3 separate regions of the Sus scrofa genome follow, and regions 2 and 3 are each linked to region 1. A link is a contact called in public HiChIP or PLAC-seq data. All regions are on one chromosome and are shown on one strand. Each heading gives the region's core, a stretch centred on a gene start, on an enhancer-like site or on the middle of the called end of the contact. The rest is flanking DNA. Distances are from core to core; before and after follow the strand shown.

Region 1 (2,959 bases), core at 258-2,757:
CACAACCAGAACGATCTAGAAAACAAATGTAAAAAGGGAACGTTCGGAGAAAAGTAAGGGTGCCATTACTGCGCATAAGGACCCGATAAAGACGGGCCTGGCCACCCACATGCGACCAGCCCCCGCCCAGGCCCGGTGGACAGCAGGACAACTCCTCCCAAGGGGACCACAGTTAGGGCCCCGGGTGGCACTGCTCCTCCCGCCCTGGTAGGACCCGTCACAAGTCCGCCCCGTCGTCAGAGGCCAATTCCAGCTCCGCCTCCTTCTCCACCGGCCACGAACTACGAACACGGCTTCTCGGGACAGCAGCAGTTCCCACAGTCATCATCACCTCCAGCCCTCTCCGATTTTAGTCGCTTGCACTCAGAATCCGGCTCTTTGAAAGCAAAGGCTGGGTCTCGGTGCCCTCCGTGTTCCCCGCAGCAGTAGTTCCCAAACCGCGGGTCTCCGGACCCCTGCTGGGCTGTCAAAAGTCCCCTGCAGGTTTCACGACCCCGAGGCAGGGCGCTCCCGCCGGGCTTTCAGACGCAGCGGGGCTGAGGCCAGCCTGGAGTATCTGAACTTGCTTTTGCTTTTCCACGTTCTCCGCCACCGAGTTTGGCTTGGAAAGAAAGCCCTAAGTCACAGCGTCCGGCTGAAGACCTTGCACGTGAAAACCGTAGCGGGTCCTCTGCCAACTGCGACCCGGCGCGGCTGACCTACAGCACCAACCAGACGGTCCCCACGCTGCTAAAACGTGGAGCTCAAACCCCAGCTCCGGGAGCTGAGCGGCCCCGGGATGACGCTCTGCACTTCGGGGAGCGGGGCACTTCCCGGGACCCCGAAAAGCACACCCAAGTGCTGTGAATCAGACGCTAAAAGCAGAGGGGCAGAGAAGAAATCCTCTCGGGCCTCCAAGCCGCGGGCGCCCAAGTGGGTGATCCCTGCAACCTCGGGCGCGACAACAAAACACAAAGCAGGAGGCGCCGCGCGGGGAGCGCCCCGAATAACGTCGTCGCCCCTGCGAGCGCTTCGAGCGCAGGCCGGGCCGCGCGGGGGCGGCTCCGGGCGGGGAGCGGGCCCGGCGTGCGGGCCGGCGGGGACCGCGGGCCCTGGGCGGCCGCACGTGGAGGCCGCACACAAAGGACGCGGCGGCCTTTCCTCCTGCGCAGCGAACATGGCGGAGGCGCCCGAGCCCCGGAGCCGGTGCCCCCGCGCTCGCCCTCGCGCTCCCCCGCCGCCCGCCTCAGGCGCCGCGGGCCTGCAGGCCGCCGCCACCCGCCCTCCGGCCTCCTTCCCCTCGCTGGCCGGCGGCCACCCGCTTACCGGCAGCAGGGCGCGGCGAGCGCTCGGGCTCCGGCAGGTCCCCGAACAGGTCCATGGCGGAGGCTGGGCAGCAGCGGCGGCGGCGGCAGACGCGCAGCCCGCGAGCGGCGGCGGGCTCCACACCCTGCAGCGGCGTCGGCGGCGGCGGCGGCGGCAGCAGCAGCGGCAGTGGCAGCGGCGGGGCGGTGGTGGCCCCGAGCCGTCAATCACCCGAAGGCGGGCCCGGAACGCCACCAATCGGCGCGCGGCGTGGCCAGGCCGCCCCAGAGGCCTGCGCGCGCGCGGGGCGGGACGGGGCGGGGCGGCGAGGGGGCGGGGCTGGCGGCGCGCACGCGCACGTCTACCCTGTTCTCGGGGCGGGAGCTGGTACCTGGGCAGGCGGGGCTGACGCGCCGCGGAAGGCGCCATGTTTCTCGGGGGCCTCGGGCTCGGGCTCCTCCTCCTCCTCCTGGGCACCGGCCTCCGAGGTTGAGAAGGCCTTCAGGAGAGAAATGCCTGAGCTCAAGGGCAGCTGCAGTGAGCCCTGACGGCCAGGAAGACGTTATGGGGTTTTCACATGGGTCCGTTCCGTCATGCTCACACCAGCCCATTCCAGGCCTGATGGAGCGGCCCGGTGAGTTAGGACAGCGGCTCCTTAAGATGCAGGGTGGAGAGGAGGCATCCCTCGGCTTGTCTGCATCCATCCGGGCACGGGGGGGAGGGGAAGGAGGACATCAGGGCGCTGGCCCGGCACACGCAGCTGGGCCTCGGTGCTCTATTGAACAAGCACAGTTTCATAAAACATCCACCTCGGGCTCTGAGGACAGGTCAAGGCAAAAAAGGAGGCCCTTCCACTCATGTCCGAACCCGGTCAAAAGATGAACATAGTCGAAGCCACAAAAATGACCAGACACCCGGGAGTTCCCGTCCTGGCTCAGTGATAAAGAACCCGACTAGTATCCATGAGGATGCGGGTCCGATCCCTGGCCTCGCCCAGTGGGTTAAAAACCCAGTGTTGCTGTGAGCTGTGGTGTAGGTTGCAAATGCAGCTCAGATCCCACGTTGCTGCGGTTGTGTTGTAGGCTTGCAGCTGCAGCTCCAATTCAACCAATAGCCTAGGAACCTCCATATGAGGCAACTGCAGCCCTAAAAAAACAAACAAAAAACCTGTCTTGCCGATTAAGAGTGACTGCTGCTTCTTTACCAGTTACAAGTGCAGCCTTTGTCTAGTGGTCCTGCCTTTCAGACCTGACAGTAAGACATCCGGTGGAGGCATCGCCCCCCAGTTCTGACATCCAATCCAGAGCAAAGCTCCACTTCCCTAAGTGTTTCCCAAATCAGTGAACGTGAACGCAGACCTTCTAGTCCTTTGTGCATTGCTTTACTGAGATTTCCAGCAACGGTTTTCCTCGCTGGGATGAATAAGAAACCCAACTTGGTCAACTACAGCTGTGCCTCTGGCCATCTCTGGCTTAGGACATTGTTGGACCCAGCAAGCCCACAGGTCTCATCTCATTGACCGTTCGCCTCCTCTTTGTGAAATCCTCTCTGCTCTCCCCTCACCCGTAACAGCCGAACTGCAGAGGTGCTCTGAAGTGAATAGTCTCCATTTGCTCACCTCTCAGTCCACCCCAGCCTTGCTCCACCTCGTCGCTTCTCCAGAACAGCTCTAGCA
Region 2 (2,959 bases), core at 319-2,818, 190 kb after region 1:
GTGCAAATCTGGTTTTATTGCAGAGCTGCCAGAGGCTCTGGGATTGGCAGGTCCAGGTACCTCTAGCAGTGTGTGTGGAAGAGTGAAAGCAGGAGGACTGGCTGGCAGCCAGCTTCAGAAGCAGTTGCAGCTCTCCACCGCACACAGTCGGGCAGTTGTCCCAGCCCCAGCCCAGCCCAGCCCAGGCGGAGGCGAAGGGAGTTGTGGCATCAGCCCTCCCCACGTAAAACCGTTGGCTCCCTTGGCTCTGGAAACAGGCTCTACCCTCCAGGCAGGAAATAAAGGAGAAAAGGCGTCTTGAGGAGTCTCACCAGCCTAAAAGGAAATAGCTTGAGATACGAACCGACACTGAATATGGCCAGTCCCCCCCAGCTAGTAGTGGATTCCAATACATAATTCAAGAGAATTCTGAGTGAAGGCTGGGTTTCCAAATTGTAAGGACCAGCCTCGTACTAACACAGTGGAAGGAGAAATAGCTTTGCCTTGGCACATCACCATGGAATTTCAGAACACTGGGGAGAAAGAGGACTCTGTAACTTCCTGAGAGTATGAACAAGACACCATACAAAGGATCAGGCTTCAGAACAGCTTTGAGGATCAGGAATCCTCAAATGCCACACTGGGCAATAGAGGGATTCGACCCTCTCAGAATTCTGAGGGAAATACATACAAAAGTCAAGCTGAAGACTTGCAGTTTCTTTAAAAACTTACACTCCACACATCCTTTCTTAGAAAACTATTAGAGGATGTATTATTCCAGAATGAGGGAGTAAACCAAGAAAGGAGAAAGCCTGGTATTCAGGAAATGTGGGTCCAACAAGAGAGGCAAGGTGACTCCGCAGCAGCGTGGTGAAAACTCTCAGGATGGCAGCCGAGCCTCAGGCACAGTAGATGCCCAGTCGGGATCAGATGTGCGGAGGCTGAGGCTCCGGAGAAGGTGTCTCAGTTACAGAACACCTGTGGTCTCTGCATATGTGGATAGGAGTTGGGCTTGACTTACTGACGAGTACCTAGGAAAGCAGGGGACAGAACTCCAAGGAACACGAGAGGCTGGGCGAGGCAGGAAGACGTTATCCCAGTAACACTGGAGGCCTCAGTCCTAATAACAGCAACCTACTACCTACCGCGCTGTTACGGGGGCATGGAAGGTGGAGTGTGTGGGGTAAAAGCTAGATACTACAGAGCAGAATTCATTACAACCAACGGAGGCAGCAACAAAGACAAAATGTGCGTCTTTCCAAAGAACTGAAACGATACACCTCCAGAGAGGTGTCAGGACAAAAAGCGTACAAATCCAGTATTTAAAAGGGAAATTTTACCGACCATGTAAAAAGATGAGAGGACATATTATAACAACTTTTTGATAGTAATGTGAGAATTCAGAAGAAACGGTCACCTTCCTAGAAAAACAACACCCAATTTAAGAAGGTGCTCTCACAGCCACCAGGGCAGCCACTGCCCTTCAGCAAGTGGCATTTAGTACTTGTCCCGGAAATCTTGGCGCGTCTCCTTTAAGAGGCAGTGAAGCCCCGCCCCGCGTGGGAACGCCATCTCTTAGCGCCCATTCTGACCTACGTCACACCCGTGTCGGGCCAATCCAGGAGGGGGTGTTCCTGTGCGTCCGGCGGCGTGGGGCGGGACTTCCGGAGCCGTCCTCCCGGGGTCGCTTCCGCCCTGGGGTCTGTGCAGCTCGGATCCAGCAGGGAGGTGCGTGGGGGCCGTGCCGGGGGATTCCCGGCTGGCGCCCCTCCTCTGGCAGGGCCGGGTGGTCTCAGGATGTGGCCCGGGAGGCCGAGCGGCGCCTTGATTGGGTTCGGGGCCTGCTGGTGGCGATCCGACGCGGGGAACGTTTCACTTGTGGCCCCGGGTGGTTGGTGTGAAGCAGAGGGGGCACCTTCTGAGCGCTGTGTTTTTGTAAGAGGGTGTCGGGTCGGGGCTCCCCACGCACGTCTGTCCACTCAGACCCGTACCGTGCGGCGTGTGGCCCAGGCTGAGGACCGGGGCGCCGCAGCCGGCAGAAGCTGCCGTCAGGAGGAAGCTTCCGTTTTCCCGGCGCCAAAGCAGCACCGCGGAGAAACCCTGCAAAAGCGGGCAGGGTAGGGCCTCGTGGAGCGCTGTGGAGCCACGTGTCAGAGAACGCCCTAGTGTGCGGGGGGGACAGGTTCCCCGGCGCTGGAAGACGGCGCCAGGCCAACCACAGGAGGGGGCGGCCAGGTAGGGGCGCGGGGGCGGGGAGCCCTTAGACCCTGGGCAGTGCATCCAGTGTGAGGGAGCCCAGGCAGCCCCAGCCGGGGGGGGGGTCTGAATGCACTTAACCCCCCCTCAGAATCCACACTGGCGAAGGGCCTTTTGAGTGCAGCCGCTGGGGGAAGGATGCATTCAGCGAAGAAAACACACTTGTTTGGTGCAGGACAGAAAGGCCCAGTTAGTGCAGTAAGTGTCAGAGAGCCGGTAGCCACACTGCTCGGCTCCCTCAGCCTCAGAAAGTTTATACTAGAGAAAGTCCCTTTGAATCCATGGAATGAGAGCCCTTTGCCAAAGGTCTGATTTAGCTCTGGGAAGTTCACAGCCTACAAAGGTGTTCAGAGTGCAGCAAACGTGGGAAGACCTCCTGCCAAAACTTCAAACTTGGGTTGCCTCAAAGTCTGTTAAGTCCGACCAGGGTGAGAAGGCATTAAGCTGCAGGTCCAGCCTCATTCACCCCTGACAGATTCACACACAGGAAGACCTCATGAATGCAGAGAAGGGGAAAAGCCTCTCCCCAAAGAGCTTCGTTCAGCCCTGGGATGTTCACCCCAGGGAAAGGCCTCTGAGAGCAGCTGTCGCGAGAAAACCTTCAGTCAAGAGCCTCACCTCGTAAAGCCTCGGGAGGTTCACCCCGGAGAGAGGACTTAAGTGTGCAGGAAATGTGCTCGCTCCTTGTTTGGTGTAACAGGACGCGTGCCTGAGACCGGCTGGC
Region 3 (2,959 bases), core at 120-2,619, 170 kb after region 1:
AGACAATCAGCTTCACTATTTTAACCTTCAGTGTACAGTTCTGTACTAAATTCACTCCCACTGTTGTGCAACCAACCTGGAATTTTATCATCTTCCCAAACCGAAACTTTGGGCCCATTAAACCACCTCCCCCAACACCCCACCCCCAGCCCCTGGCACCACCATCCTACATTCCGTCTCTATGAATCTGATACTCTAGGAACCTCAGGTGCAGAATCAAAGAGTATTAGTCTTTTGGTGACTGGCTGCTTTCTCTTAGCATCCTGTCCTCAAGGTCGATGCATGTTGTACCCGGTGCCAGAATTTCCTTCCCTTTTAAGGCTGAGTAATATCCCACTGGGGGGATAGATCACGCGGTTACCCACCCATCGCTGATGGACACTTGGGTTGTTTCCAAGCTTCCAGGCAGGTGTTCTGCTGGAGGGCCAGAGGGCGGGGCGTGACCCAGGCTCCCAGGAGAGCAGCCCCTCCAGAATCTATCCTGGCCTTCCTGCCGGTGGTGCTCTCTGCTGTTATCAAGTCCAAACAGAGCTGCAGGAAGCTCCCTCCCACCAGCAAATGCCCCACAGGCCGGCAGCCCCTGTGGTGCCACCAGTGCATTTGAGCATTTCTGCTGTGGATGCCGGTCCTGTCTGTGGCTCCCCTCATTCCAGTCCCGGCCCGTTCTTACGACAAAGACAGGCCACCAGAGGGGCACTCTGACCTCACACTCAGCGGTCCGGGCTGGAGCTCCTGCTTGCCCATCTCTAAAACTTGGGGCCACCACTTTGCCTGCCCTGGCGCCCCCTCCCTGGAGCCCTCCTCCTTCTCCTGCAGAGGCCTTCTCTGTGCCTGGTGGGGAGCCTGGAAGCAGCCCAAGGAATCCCTGTTTACCATCCAAAACTTAACACACATTGTTCGACAATATTTTAATCATGGAACATGCAAGAAGTTATTCCTTTGATCACTAATTGATTTAACACTTTTGTGTCAGGCACTGGGCTATAATTTGTTAGACATGATTCCTGATTTCATGGAAGGAATTTTGGGGGAGAATTCGAACAATCCCACAGTAATACATGCCCAGCCGTGCGGGGCCTCTTCAACAGAGCCTGTTACAAGGAACAGAGCTGGCAGTCCCCGTGCCTTTGCGTCCACGCTCTTCCGGGGCTGCTCTTAGCCCACGTCTGGGAGCGCGGGGACACTCTCAAGCTGACCCATTGCTGTCTCGTGCAGGCCTCCTCTAGCCGGTACTCCCAGGGGACACCCCATCCGCCTGGCTCTGGTGGGATTCGAACCCAAGTCAAAGTCTCCCGCGGCCCCACCCGCAGCGCGCCTCCCGGCAGAAGACCACGCCTTTTTCGTGGGGGCGGGGACGGGTCCTACCAACCAGAGCTCTCAGGGGATGGCATGCAAATTAGGCTCCGCCCCCCACCGGGGACCTGTTTTCCCAGACTCCTTTACTGCTTCAGTGGAGAAACGCGGCCGTTGGGGAGTCCGACGGCGCGCGCCCCCGACAGCCCGCGCCCCCGAGCGCGCGCCCCGGCGCCGGCGCTCGTTCGTCCCGACGTGGGGAGGCGAGGCGGCAAGCGGAGGCCCCGGGGCCCGGCAAGAAGCTGCAGAAGCCCCTGAAGGAGGCGCGCGCCCGCCCGCCGGAAGCCGTGCCCCCGACGCGGCCCACCTGCCGCGGCCGCCGGAAGTGGTCGCGGCCGCGCTGCTTCCGGTCGCGGGGCGCCCTCGGGCCGGTCAGGGGGAGAGGCGGGCCGCGGACGGGCCGAAGGCCGGAGCCCATGGCGGAGGGCGGCGGGCGGGCCGGGCCGGGGCCCGCAGGTAACGTGCGCGCGGCCGTCGGGCCGTGGGGCGGCGGGGGTGCTGGGGCCGGGGAGCTGCGCCCGGGCTGGGCCCACGGAGCCGCGGTCGCCGCCGGAGCCCCGCTCCGCGGCTTCGCGAGAAGCGCCCGCGCGCCGGCTTCCTCTCCTGTGGAGCTTGCATGGTAACCGCCAGCCCGCTAGCCTCTAGGGTGTGATGGGACCCCGACTGTAAAGACAGGACGGGGGTCATCTTCCAGCGTGGAGCGCCCCGGGCAGGAAAGCCCCCGTCGGCCCCTCGGAGGGCGGTGCTTTTTCTCGGTGCTGTCGGCACCCCCGCCCCCCGCACGCATAGGCGAGGGACACAGCGATAATGCCACCCCCGGCGAGCTGTCAGTGACACAGCACGTCCGGGGCCTTTGCCCCCCCCCCCCCCACGGCAGAGGAGGCAGCCCCGACACAGTTCGGTTTGGAGGCTAGAAAAGCTCACGCCCGTTACCCAAAATGGCCATCAGACCGAGGGGCTCCAGCTTGAAACAGTCCTACTGCGCAAAAGTGCATTTGCAGAGTAAGTGCGTTTGCCCGCGTGCAGGAGAGGCGCCCTCTTAACCTGCGGAGGGATCCTTCCTTTCCTGTTGGCCGAATTTGCCGCGTGCACCACATGCTCATGTGTGCTCTGCGCTTTACACGCACGTCTCTGTCTTTGGAGAGACACCCCTTCTAAGAGTTTATTGGCAGTACGCTAAGATGTTTATTCTTCTTAAATGCGCCGTAATTTAAGATACGGTGTTGGTTTGGAGAACGTTGGAGGCAGTGCTTTTCTACCCTACCTCCATCCTTTCATCCGTGCTATTGGCTGGACCCGGCTGGGGCTGGGGGTCCCCCAGTGAACAAAACTAAGCCAGATAAAGCCCCTTCCATCCTGGGCTTTGGCTGGTGTTGACTCTGACCCCAGGGACTGCCAGGACCGCAGGCTCTGGGACCTCATTTCCTGTGAGAGTGACGGGTGGTCTAGGAGGTGTTTGGTTGGAGGAGGAGGCCTGGCAGCTGTTTCCCAGTGTGGCAAAGAGCCTTGTGGAAGGGAGACTGGCTCTGTCCTTAACATCCGGGTGGTCCTGTTTTATTACTCAGTGTGTTGCAGGCCTGGAAGAAGAGGGGCCCCAGTGAAAGCC

What was found. HiChIP or PLAC-seq counts read pairs in DNA pulled down with a chosen protein or histone mark.
Region 2: a contact with region 1 is called in an H3K27ac HiChIP or PLAC-seq map of alveolar macrophages. The contact joins the enhancer-like site here to the promoter of ILKAP in region 1. A contact is called at or near these places in 2 of 5 promoter capture datasets (fetal liver and liver), 4 of 47 Hi-C or Micro-C datasets (embryonic fibroblasts, epiblast stem cells, heart right ventricle and 1 more) and 1 of 2 datasets of contacts at active chromatin or transcription factors (alveolar macrophages).
Region 3: an H3K27ac HiChIP or PLAC-seq map of alveolar macrophages shows a contact between it and region 1. The contact joins the promoter of ASB1 here to the promoter of ILKAP in region 1. A contact is called at or near these places in 1 of 47 Hi-C or Micro-C datasets (epiblast stem cells) and 1 of 2 datasets of contacts at active chromatin or transcription factors (alveolar macrophages).

Annotation. Positions count from the first base shown.
Region 1 is chr15:137,764,251-137,767,209 of Sscrofa11.1, forward strand. It overlaps ILKAP (integrin-linked kinase-associated serine/threonine phosphatase 2C), which reads right to left and starts at 1,508. Exons shown (of 12, transcript XM_003133772.6): 1 at 1,306-1,508. The coding sequence starts at 1,360.
Region 2 is chr15:137,952,478-137,955,436 of Sscrofa11.1, forward strand. No RefSeq gene overlaps it. Among named protein-coding and RNA genes, the nearest start is that of ASB1, 23 kb to the left of the region's middle. Within about 2 kb of position 1,569, at least 51 of the 83 cell types and tissues checked have an H3K27ac peak or open chromatin away from gene starts, as enhancers often do. A contact at or near this core is called in alveolar macrophages, embryonic fibroblasts, fetal liver and 2 more, where this site is marked.
Region 3 is chr15:137,930,050-137,933,008 of Sscrofa11.1, forward strand. ASB1 (ankyrin repeat and SOCS box protein 1) reads left to right here and starts at 1,370. Exons shown (of 7, transcript XR_002339448.1): 1 at 1,370-1,809.